2 separate regions of the Oryzias latipes genome follow, and region 2 is linked to region 1. The links are chromatin contacts, called in public Hi-C maps. All regions are on one chromosome and are shown on one strand. The core of a region is the stretch at or near the end of the contact, and the rest is flanking DNA. Distances in the headings are between cores, read along the strand shown. Region 1 holds the start of ubl7 (ubiquitin-like protein 7). Region 2 holds the start of LOC101159178 (ubiquitin-conjugating enzyme E2 Q2).

Evidence for each region. Hi-C and Micro-C count contacts between places; a contact is called where the count stands out from the background.
Region 2: a contact with region 1 is called in a Hi-C map of embryo, with 2.5 times the contacts expected there. The contact joins the promoter of LOC101159178 here to the promoter of ubl7 in region 1. A contact is called at or near these places in 2 of 5 Hi-C or Micro-C datasets (both in embryo).

Annotation. Positions count from the first base shown.
Region 1 is chr3:28,016,891-28,022,443 of ASM223467v1, forward strand. ubl7 (ubiquitin-like protein 7) reads left to right here and starts at 3,439. Exons shown (of 11, transcript XM_004067296.4): 1 at 3,439-3,528; 2 at 3,866-4,046; 3 at 4,165-4,284; 4 at 4,369-4,454. The coding sequence starts at 3,869.
Region 2 is chr3:28,190,081-28,195,633 of ASM223467v1, forward strand. It overlaps LOC101159178 (ubiquitin-conjugating enzyme E2 Q2), which reads right to left and starts at 3,196. Exons shown (of 14, transcript XM_023953624.1): 1 at 2,807-3,196; 2 at 2,536-2,711; 3 at 2,040-2,144; 4 at 485-607. The coding sequence starts at 2,694.

The DNA of each region.
Region 1 (5,553 bases), core at 2,189-4,688:
ACCTCTTGAAAAATGTCCCATTTTATTCTACTAAACTGAGATTAAAAGACAGGAAACCAGTAGAAAACTCTTGGCTTTCCACTGTGAGCAATTCTCATCTAGAAATTATAATGTTTTATCAATTCATTTTACAGTAAAACATCTTATGTTGAAATGTATGTTATAAAACTGCAGTAATAAAGATAGAGTGACAATATTTCAGCAACCTGAAGAAGCTGAATCTTTGTTTATCCACCACATGTGGTTGTATATTTGAGTCTGTGGTTTGTAGAACAGTCCTATAACATCATTTAGGGCATTATAATTACTTCAACTTTCAGTATGTCTGTTCCAATGAAACTCTATATTAATCACAGACTTTTAGGCTTTATGAAAAATAGTAAGGAATTGAGCTTTAGAAGGCTGTTAAGTAAAGCCAGACTAACTTCCTGTCCTCCGTGAGGTTTATGCTTCCAGACTTGTCTTAAGCCCTCATGTGATTAAATTATTTTTTAAGAGTCTATTTTTTAAGAGTCTCCACTTTCTAAAGGTTTGACCATAAAAGTAGTTTGAACTCCAGCTGTGAGGGGCCGAGTGGACCCAGAAGGAGGAGTTATTGCCAACAGGAACGCACTTTCATCATTGTTGTTCACATGCATTCACATGATTTGGCACAAACTTTCTATTCAGAACAGTGTGGTCACCCATCAGCCTAGAATCATGTCTGTCAAAGAGGGATTGCTTTTCTTGCAGACAACGGGATTGAACACCCTGAATGCATCAAAGCAAAGAAAAATACTCTCTGCCATGATGAAATAAAAGAAGTCACATACCTAAAATTGAGATGATTCGCTGTATCGACCCCCGAAAGGACATGCCGAAAGGTGAACAACATATTGATATGACAGCATCACGCAGTTAATGCAGATTTTTCGGCTACACATGATGCCAATCTCCCATTCCACCACATCCCAAAGGTTCTCGAATGGGTTGAGATTGGATGACTATGGAGGCCGTTGTTGTCCAGTGAACTCATTGCCATGTTCAAGAAACCAGTCGGAGATGATTCCAGCTTTACGACACAGTGCTGTTTTATTCTGCTTGGAGTGGCCGTCAGATATTGGTACACTAGTCATAAAAGGATGGACATGGTCAGCAACAATACTCAGGTAGGCCATGGCATTGCAACCATGCTTAATTGGTACTAAGGGATCCAAAATGTGCAAAGAACTGTAGCCAATCTCCTATTGTCCAGATCCTGTGCGGACTGTAGCCTGAGTTTCCTGTTCTTGGCTAACAGGAGTGGCACCCGGTGTGGTCCTCTGCTGCTGTAGAGATCTGCCTCAGGGTTGGACATGGTGTGCGTTCAGAGACGCTATTGTGCAGAGCACGGTTAGAACCAGTGGGAATTTAAATTACTGATACCTTTCTATCAGCTGGCATCAGTCTGGCCATTCTCCTCTGACCTATGGCTTAAAGAAGGTATTTCCACCCACAGAACTGCCTCTCACTGGATATTTTCTATTTTTGGACCATTTTCTGGAAACTCTAGAGATGGTTGTGGGTGAAAAATCCCAGTAGATCAGCAGTTTCTGAAATACTCTGACCAGACCGTCTGGCACCAACAACAATGCCACATTCAAAGTCAAAACATGTTAAATGTACAACACAGTGTATGTAAATTACCTTCTTTCCCCATTCTGATGCTCAGTTTAAATGGCAGCAGACCACGTCGACATGTCTAAATGCATTGAGTTGCTGTCATGTGATTGGCTGATTAGAAATGTGTGTTAACTAGCAGTTGGACAGTTGTGCCTGTCCAACTGTTCAAGTGGCTCATGAGTGTGAATCTTGATATAATAAATAAATAAATAAAACTCTTTTTAAAGTTTTATTCATGTTAAACTTGTGAAAAAAAGTAAAAAATGAAATGAAATAGAGTAAAAAGGCAGACACAATTAAGATGACTGGCTCAAAGTTAAAAGCATAGAGACTTGTATTTACCACTTAAAAAAAACATAGTAAATTATAATAAATAAATGTTTAGTCCTTGACAACAGTCAAAATGTAATCCCATAAAAGGTTATTAGGTATTGGTCAGTGTCTGTTCCATTGTCTTCTGCTAACTAAACCAATGTAAATCTGAAATGCTTGGATCATTTTACAGATGGTAAAGTCTTCTCAAAAATGACTAGTATAAGGCTTTAGCATTTGCATTCAATATGTATTGTACCCCAGTTTTCTTTGGGGCCAGAATGATGGGGTGAAGTTCATTAGATTTGTAAATGTGTTTACTTTATTTTGAACAAAACAACTATATGAGTTAGAGTTTAATCAACGGTCCACCATGTTGAAAAGCGATAAATGTGCACACTCTCCATTTTGTTCAACAAGGATTAGGAAGAAGAAGCAGAGAGCTTTGTGAGCTCTCCCCATAAAATATGTATGAATGCAAAACATCAGTCTCTCACTCACACCTTCCATTATTCATTCAAGCTCACTATGTCTCCCTTCTATACTCAAAAACAAATACAATGATGGAACTGGAGGACAAGTGCTAGTGAGCTTTTCGTTTCACTCAGAATTAACACTCTCTGGGCTTGCATGCGCTCGCTTATGTTCAAATTTATCTGCAGATTAAACGCTTCAGAGAACACTCTCATCTTGGCTATAAGCAACATTAGATTTAGTGCAATACGTTTCCGGTCAAATTTATGGAAACACTGGAGGGACTGTCTTTTTACTTGTCATTGTAATTAAGGTTTTTACAGTGTAGTATGTATATGTAATCTTTTTATCTTGGTATTTATTCTTATCCTTTTTAATTAATTTGTTTGTATTAAGTATTTTCTATTAACTTTTTTATGAACTGTAACTATACACTGTACCTCAGCTGTGTATTCTTGACACTGTATTTTTTTTTTAAATGTGGTGGGTCTGTGTACTCCTTTTTACTGATTGGACCATGAGTCTGGAATAAATTCTATCTATCTATCTATCTATCTATCTATCTATCTATCTATCTATCTATCTATCTATCTATCTATCTATCTATCTATCTATCTATCTATCTATCTATCTATCTATCTATCTATCTATGAAACTTCATGGGATTAAGGAAACATGGAAGGACACATTTATGGTGTTTGAAAAATTTGTGCAATGAGGACAGAATTACAAACTAAATTGGTAATAAAGCAGCAGTTCAATGAAAACATCATAAAAAGTATTTTAAAAATATTCAAGGAAAGGTACACAAAGGACATATACTTGGCACGTAATTAGTTGATCATACTACTAACCCATATGTCCTCGTAGGCTCGTTTTTATGAAGTACCGCTGAGAAACAGCTGTGAAAGAAAATTAGAGGAAGTGGCAAACTAGACAGAAAAGTGTTCATGGGGATTTACGAATGTGCAACAGATGTGGAAAGGTTGAACAGGAAAGCGATGGGACAAGAAAAAAGGTCTTTGCTCGTGGAGTGGACGTGAACGCAACACGAGTCACGTGATTACAAATCCCGGAAGTGAAACGAGTGTCAACAGAGCGGTGAGTCTGCATCTTTCTTTTTATTCATAGGGTTGTTTCTTGTTCAGTTTTTAAATACATAAATAAATAAAATGTTCGGAAACTTTTATTTGAAATGTTCACAAGAAGCAAAATAATGTTTAATTAAGAAAAAACGTCACTACACGGCTGTCCTCTGTTCATTTTTTAAACAACCGTTTAGGTAATTGTTAGTATTGTAAATGTTCTCTAAACATGTAAACTTGTTTTAAAAGTCACTTGACAAAAAGATGCATCTTTAAGCAAAGGCACACATTTTCGGGTTAGCTTTAAGCTAACGGGGCATTCAAAACAGATGTCCCTGCTCTTGTTTGCGCAGACAATGATGGCGTCCTCAGACTGGCGCTTGTCTCTGAAACTGGCGGACCAGCCCAAATCCACCTTTCACTTCCCCGAGATGATGCCCGGAGATGTCCCACCTGGAGGATACAGAGTCGCCACCTTGAAGCAGCTTGTAGCAGCGCAGCTGCCAGACTCCGTCCCAGACCCTGAACTCATAGGTTTGTTAGCAGCAGAAATGGCTGCCTGTTGTTGTTGTTGTTGTTGTTGTTGTTGTTGTTGTTGTTGTTGTTGTTGTTGTTGTGTGTGTGTATAACTTGTTGTTCCTTGTTTTCCCAGAGCTGGTCCACTGTGGGCGAAAGCTCAAGGACGAGCTGACACTGGACGCCTGTGGGGTCCAGCCGGGATCCACAGTACACATTCTGAAGAAGACATGGCCAGAGCCGGAGAGCAGTCCAGGTCCGTGTCTGCTGCTGCGGTCAGAAGCTCTTGAAAGTCTCTCCCCATCACCGACACCTCGGCTCCGGATTTGTGTTTTTGCAGAGCCGGTGAACAGAGTGACTGCAGCCAGAGAGTTCCGGGTGTTCCACGCCGCTCTGCATTCGCTCAATTCAGCCTACAGAGACGCAGTGAGTCCATAACCAACAAAGACCCACTCTGTGTCCCGATTCCTTCACTACTCACTACATAGCCTACAAAGCTCCTAATACATGTTCTGATAACAAAAGTACCACAAAGATTTATTAATCTATTTATTTATTTATGTACTAAAAGTCTATATTAAAATTAGCAAGGCTCTAAAAAGAACTTAAATAAAAAAAAATCTCTTTTTGTCATTTTAAACTATTGGGTATATTTTGGAATTCGCTGAATGATATTAATAATTGTAGAAAATGTTTTGGAAACATCCATAAATCTTATGGATTGGATGGAAAAATCATAACTGTACAATTCTAACGCTTCCTGCTCAGTTTTTACACACAAGTGTGAGAAACCGAGCTTCAAAGCAGAGATGGCAAAACAGTTTACTTTTTTTTTTTAAAAAATGGGCAAAAAATTGTTCAAATGATGAAACTATATGAGATTCTACCAAACAGAAGTTGGATTTCGGAGCCAGAATCAGGGAGGACTGGAATCCCAGCAGCCCTCGGAGCGCTGGAACCCACAACATTTTTTTGGTCTTGCCATTAAAAACTGATCCCAAAAAAAAAGATCACCTAAAATCTGTTTTGTAGAATTCCAGAAATCTTTACAGCATGTTTTTACAGGTTTGTTTGAGTTTTGCAGTGATGGACTCTCATTTAATGTCTCACCTGGAGATCATTTCTCGTTCAATGGTTTCGTTTTACTCCCCAAGGTTTCCACTGTTTGTCTTAAATCACTATTATTTTTACTTATTATTATACATGTATATATTTTCCCCATATTTGTCTTTTTTTGAGCACATTTGAAGCCGTTTGTTGCACATATTGAATAGAAATATGGATGAACAGTTATGTCTCTGCCAAAGCACCTGTCTGAAACGGTGAAAGCTGATTCGCTGTGGCGACCCCAGACAGGATAAGTCAACTTATACATAAAAGAGCTAAAAGCTTCTGAATCTGAACAATCTTACTTGTTTTGTATTTTAGGATCTGGTGGTGAGCAGGATCTTTTGCTTGGTGTTTTTGGCTGAACTGGTAACTTTAGCACTGAAGACAATTTTTTGAAAATCATCAAAACCTCAGC
Region 2 (5,553 bases), core at 1,946-4,445, 170 kb after region 1:
TCATTGAAGCTAGTTTGTGTTTTTTCAGCTGATTCAACAGTTGGGGCTGTTGGTGAGAGATGACTGGCTGGCTGTTTTCAGCAGAGACAAAGAACGGCCAAAGGACTGACTCCACATGTCACACACAATCCCTTCACATCTGTCACTGTTTTTTAAAGGAAAACTCTCCATGTAATGCAGTTATAAGCAATGAAGAAACTAAAAAACTCTTAAATAACAATGATTCAATACAAACCTGGGTCTTTTCAAAGAGAAAATCCTGTATTAAAAAGTTCTAAATGCATCCATAGTCATAGGTCTAAATGGGTTTATACCTGCTGGTTTTTCACAAAAGGTTGATGTAAATAAACTATAATAAAAAGGACTCGAGAAAGCTCAGATGAAAATGTTCCACACTATTTATTCACTTTCAGCAAAAAGAAAGCCTGCAGTCACGCCACTCTGTTGTGGGGCTTTCCCCTGCAAGAAGTAGAAACAAACTTGCCTTTCGGTCTTGTCCCACAGGCCCTGCAGGTAGGGGCTGATCAAGCATCTCCACATCAGGATGTTGTGGAAGGTTGTACAGGCGACACAGGTCACAAATGAGCTTTTTTAACTGCTGCAAAAGCTAGAAGAGACAAAAACAAAAGAATAAAAGACGTACAACATAAATGCAACTCTTAAAAAAATGCATCATTGACAGAGAGGATGGCGCACAAGGATTCAGTGTCAAGAAACATCATCAGTTGTTATCTTTATGTAACCATCATAAAGGACTTGAGGCTATTTGTGACCCAACATAAGAAATAGTGTGATTCGAGAAAGTTAAACCAAAGCTGTGGAAGCAAATCTGAACATTTTGAAACAGTGGACAACCAAACCACAAAAGTACAGATATGTCTGCAACCATAAGCAGAGAAACAAGTGTAACCTATAAACCATCATGCAGCCTAGACATGTTTGGTATTTTAAACCTAAATTGAAGGTTTTGCAATATCAAAGTAAGCATTTTCAAAAACTTCTGATGCATTTACTCATTTTTTTAAATTATGGGCATAAAGGTAAAAGTCAGTAATTTTGTTAATACAACAAAACATGTTTAAGTACACATGAAAGGAAAAGTAAAACACTTCAGTTTTAAAAGGTAATTTTAAACATTCCTGTGGCTTTTACTGATCTTTTTTAAACAACCTTAGCTCCAAATGGGTTTAGCTGCCATCAGCTTATATGCAGTGTCTTTGCAAATATGGTTAGAATTTAGGTCACCAGTGCAACATCTGTGCAACAGAAAAAACAGACTGATGCTATCTTTTTGTCAAGAAAGGGGTCTTTGCCTGACATAATGTCTGTGATGCCAGAATGCTTCTTGGAAACAAGCCTGAGGAGACAAAACCTCTTTTCAGACAAATAATGTCTTTTATTTTTGAGAAAATTCAAGCCAGAAATTCAAAATGAAGTCATTCTACATGTCAAATAGTGTTCTCTATGACTAGAATTACACATGAATGTCTTACTCACACAAAATCCAAATTATCCAAAGACCTAGACTAATAGGTCTTGTGATAAATGACACAAAAAAGTGGAGAAAAAGGTCATGCCTACCCAAACAAAAGTAACTAAGTCATCTAGTACCCATGGAAACTCACCCATGTCTAAACAGTTAAGTATTTATTTGACTTCTACCAATGAAGCTCAACTAAAAAGGCTGCAAACATGTCTAAATGATGAGCAAAATCTTCCAGCTCTGAGCCAGTCTTGTCAGTTCGTGTTCAGTCAAGTGAATCAGTGAAGTTAAAATGCAAATAGAGGTTTACTTTAATCAGCTGTCACACAGCTTAAACGTGTTATTCGACAGAACAAGAAAACCTGAAGCGTACAATAATCAGCACACTAACCTAACCCAACAACCATCGTGACTTTTCTTTTGGGCTTAAAGCTTGTCACAATAAGGACCCCATCCCTGGCTGATGATGATTCAACGAAATTGACAGCTCTGCCATCTATTTTTACCCATATGTTCACACTGGAGCAGTACAAAAAAGGAGACATGGTTAACTTACCAGGGTGCTGCCTTTTCTGACATCTTCCAATCGCTCCAAAACTTGTGCCAAGCTCGGGTCATCAGAGTCTACGAACCATATTGGTGGCGTCGAAGGATAAGACTCCTGAAGGAACGGCGTAAAGAAATGCAGTTAAATAAATGCTAACGACCCACATTATGAGTATCACGAAACTAAACACAGATTTGCCAAGCGAAGAAACGAAACAAAAATACGCAGGAAAAAAAAAATGACGACGAAATTAGCATTCTGAACGTGTCGTTAGCCAAATGCTAGCTTAAGCTTCGCTTCCAAAACTTGACAGTTTAGCGATTACTACAGGAGTGATCATCTTTCATTCGTTCATATTAGAAAACAAACCACACAATGTGTCAAGCTGCAGAAAAAATGTTAAAACACGTGAGCAAGTTAAAATCACAAGTTTAAAAGCAAAAACGGGTGTCTGTGTGTGAAGCTAACTTCACTTGACTTGTGTTCCTAACCTGTCTCTACTCACCGTTATGTTACAATGGATAATTAACAGCTTCTCTCCAGTTACGTTAAATTGACAGCTCAGTTCGTCAGGCTTCCAGTCGATTATCCTGAATCGTTCGTGGTTTGGATCAAAAATCGACTCCAAAAACTTCAGTTCGGCCTTGAGCCCCGACACCGACATCTTCCACGCATCTCCGGCTGGGCCACGGGGGAGAGGGAAAAAGTCGGGACTTAGCTCTCAAGCTAGTAAGAGCAACACCGTTGTTTTCACATAAAGCTGGTCTTAAAAGTACCAAGAAGTGAAGGGCCGTCCGCCACAGGTAGCGCAAAATATGGAACCGCTACAATCCGTGTTCTGGTAAATTTCAGCGCAACTGCTAGTGAAGTGGCTAATGTTAGCTAAAATCTAGCAGGCTGCTAGCGAGCTAGCCGTTGTTGTTGTCTTTCCGTCTATTGTTGTTGTCTGCCTATGAAAGCAACATTTTCAGGCATTCGTGGTTCCCTGTGTCCGTTGTCTCACTGTCCCATCGGACAATTCTTTAATAAGAACTTGACCAGGAAACGAACATATAATCTTCACGATGTGACCAAATATCCCGTTAAAAGGATTGTGTTTTTCATCCCGGTGCAACTGTAGCTGGCCTCTTGTGGGGTTTAAAGATGGCGTTTGGCAACCTCCCCGCTCCTGCAGAATCCCAGCATGCAGTGCGTGTCAAATCTATTCAAAATTAAGAAAACTAATGTTGTTTAACGATCATACGAGCATAAAATGAAAAAAAGATGGGCACTAAAGGGGCTTTTTAATGGGGGGGGGGGGGGGGGGCATTCAAAAATATATTTTGTAGATTTAACTTCTGGCTGACTTTTCCAACATCTTGTACAATATAACATTTGTATCACTTCATGATATTATTTAAAAATATGATATTGTTATACTGAGAACCGAAGACAAAACTGTCTTACAATTTCTGTTTTTGTGTGATTTCCTATCTATTTGGGCCTAAAAAAAAACACCTTACAATTTTAATTTTTTTAAAAACGTTTTTTATTTTAATTTCCCAACATGTCTATTGAAGAGGACAACAGGACGATATTTCTGTGAAAATAGAACTCAATTTGGAAAATCAGAAAAAAGGAGTGATATTCACCCAAAAATGTTAAATTTTGTTCTAAAACAATAAAATTCTGTATCACTCTTTTGTTACATGTTGGACCATCTGCTACAGAGGAAGATCAACCGGTAAATTGAGAGCTTTGCTTATTGGCTCAGCTCTCTCCTCACCACAACAGACCGGTACAGCAATCGCACAACTACGGACGCTGCTCCGATCCGCCTGTCAATCTCATGCTCCTGTCTTCCCCCTCTGATGGACAAGACTCCAAGATATTAAACTCCTCCATCTGGGGCAGGGACACTCCACCCACCAAGAGATGGCAAACTACCCTTTTCCGGTCGAGAACCATGGCCTCAGAGTTAGCGGTGCTGACTCTCATCCCAGCCGCTTCACACTCGGCCACAAACCGCACTAATGCACACTGGAGGTCCCAACTTGATGAAGCCAACAGGACAAAGTCATCTGCAAAGAGCAGAGATGAAATCCTGTGGTCCCCAAACCAGACCCTCTCTGTCCATAAAAACTATGAACAGAACTGGTGATAAAGGGCATCCCTGCCGGAGTCCAACATGCACCGGGAACAGGTTTGACTTACTGACTATGCGAAGCAAGCTCTTGCTCCGGTCATGCAGAGACCGGACCGCCCTCAGTAAGGCTCCCCGGACCCCATACTCCCATAGCACCCTCCACAGAATATGGGGGACGCGGTCGAACGCCTTCTCCAAATCCACAAAACACATATGGACTGGATGAGCGAACTCCTGCATTCCCTCCAGCACCCTAAAGAGGGTGTAGAGCTGTTATACTGTTCCCACGCCAGGCCGGAAACCGAACTGTTGTTCCTGGATCTGAGGTTCGACGGACTCTCTTCTCCAGTACTGTGGAGAAGAGAGTCCTTGGCTGGCTGAGGCCTCCCGGGAAGGCCTCCCAGGGAGGCTGAGGAGTGTAATTCCCCGGTAGTTGGAACACAACTAAATCATAAACAGATCCTCGAAAATGTTATCAACGTACTGTGAAAGGTACGGGATTGGACTCCAGTATTCACAAACTTTGGAGTCATCTTGATAGGCAGGGCAACCTGCTAGCACAGGTGTAAACCTGTTATGATGGACGTTTAAAAAACACAAAAAAATCAAGTTAATTAAAAAAATAGCAGTTATTTTTTCCTGAATCTCATCCTCCTCGTCCTTTTCATCATCCGAAAGCTCCAAATCTGAATCTCCCTCAAATATCTGGTATAGAATCCTCTCTGCTTCACTTTTTTCCTCCTAAAATAATGTGCAGCCATTAAATACATTAAAATGGTCCTGATGTCCACTACAGTTGACATTCATTAAATGCCTGCTGTTTTAAAACATAAAACTATTTTCAGATCTAAAAATATTGTTTCTAACATGTTTATGACCAAGAATATATAATTATCATGGTAAAAAAAAAAAAGGAATAGATACAGAATATTTGACTTGCCTTTCACCTTTCCATAAAATGAAGTAAATGGTATGGCAGCCATCTTGGTAGAGGTAAAACTTGAAGTTCCCAGCATGCAAATGCATCACATGACACATCACTGGAAAGCCCAGGATGTCCTCTACACAGTAGAGTAGGAATTAGAAAGGTATTTCCTTAGAAACATACATGTAAACAAAATGTCTATTATAGAGGACATAAATGAGTGGGCCGGGTCTCAGGATATTACAATTTCTTATGCATATATTGCTATACTATATTATTTAACATATTATTTAGTTCACAATCAAGTTTCTACAGATTACCAGGGGCAGAGCTACGGTGGGGCCACCGTCCTCCCCCCACAGGCCCCCCCCACACCTCCAATTTTTGATTCAGTTTGATTGAGCATTGCAAAAATAACATTGAATTTACATAAAATTAATAAAATGTTCTTCACCATCTCACTTTCCAAGAAT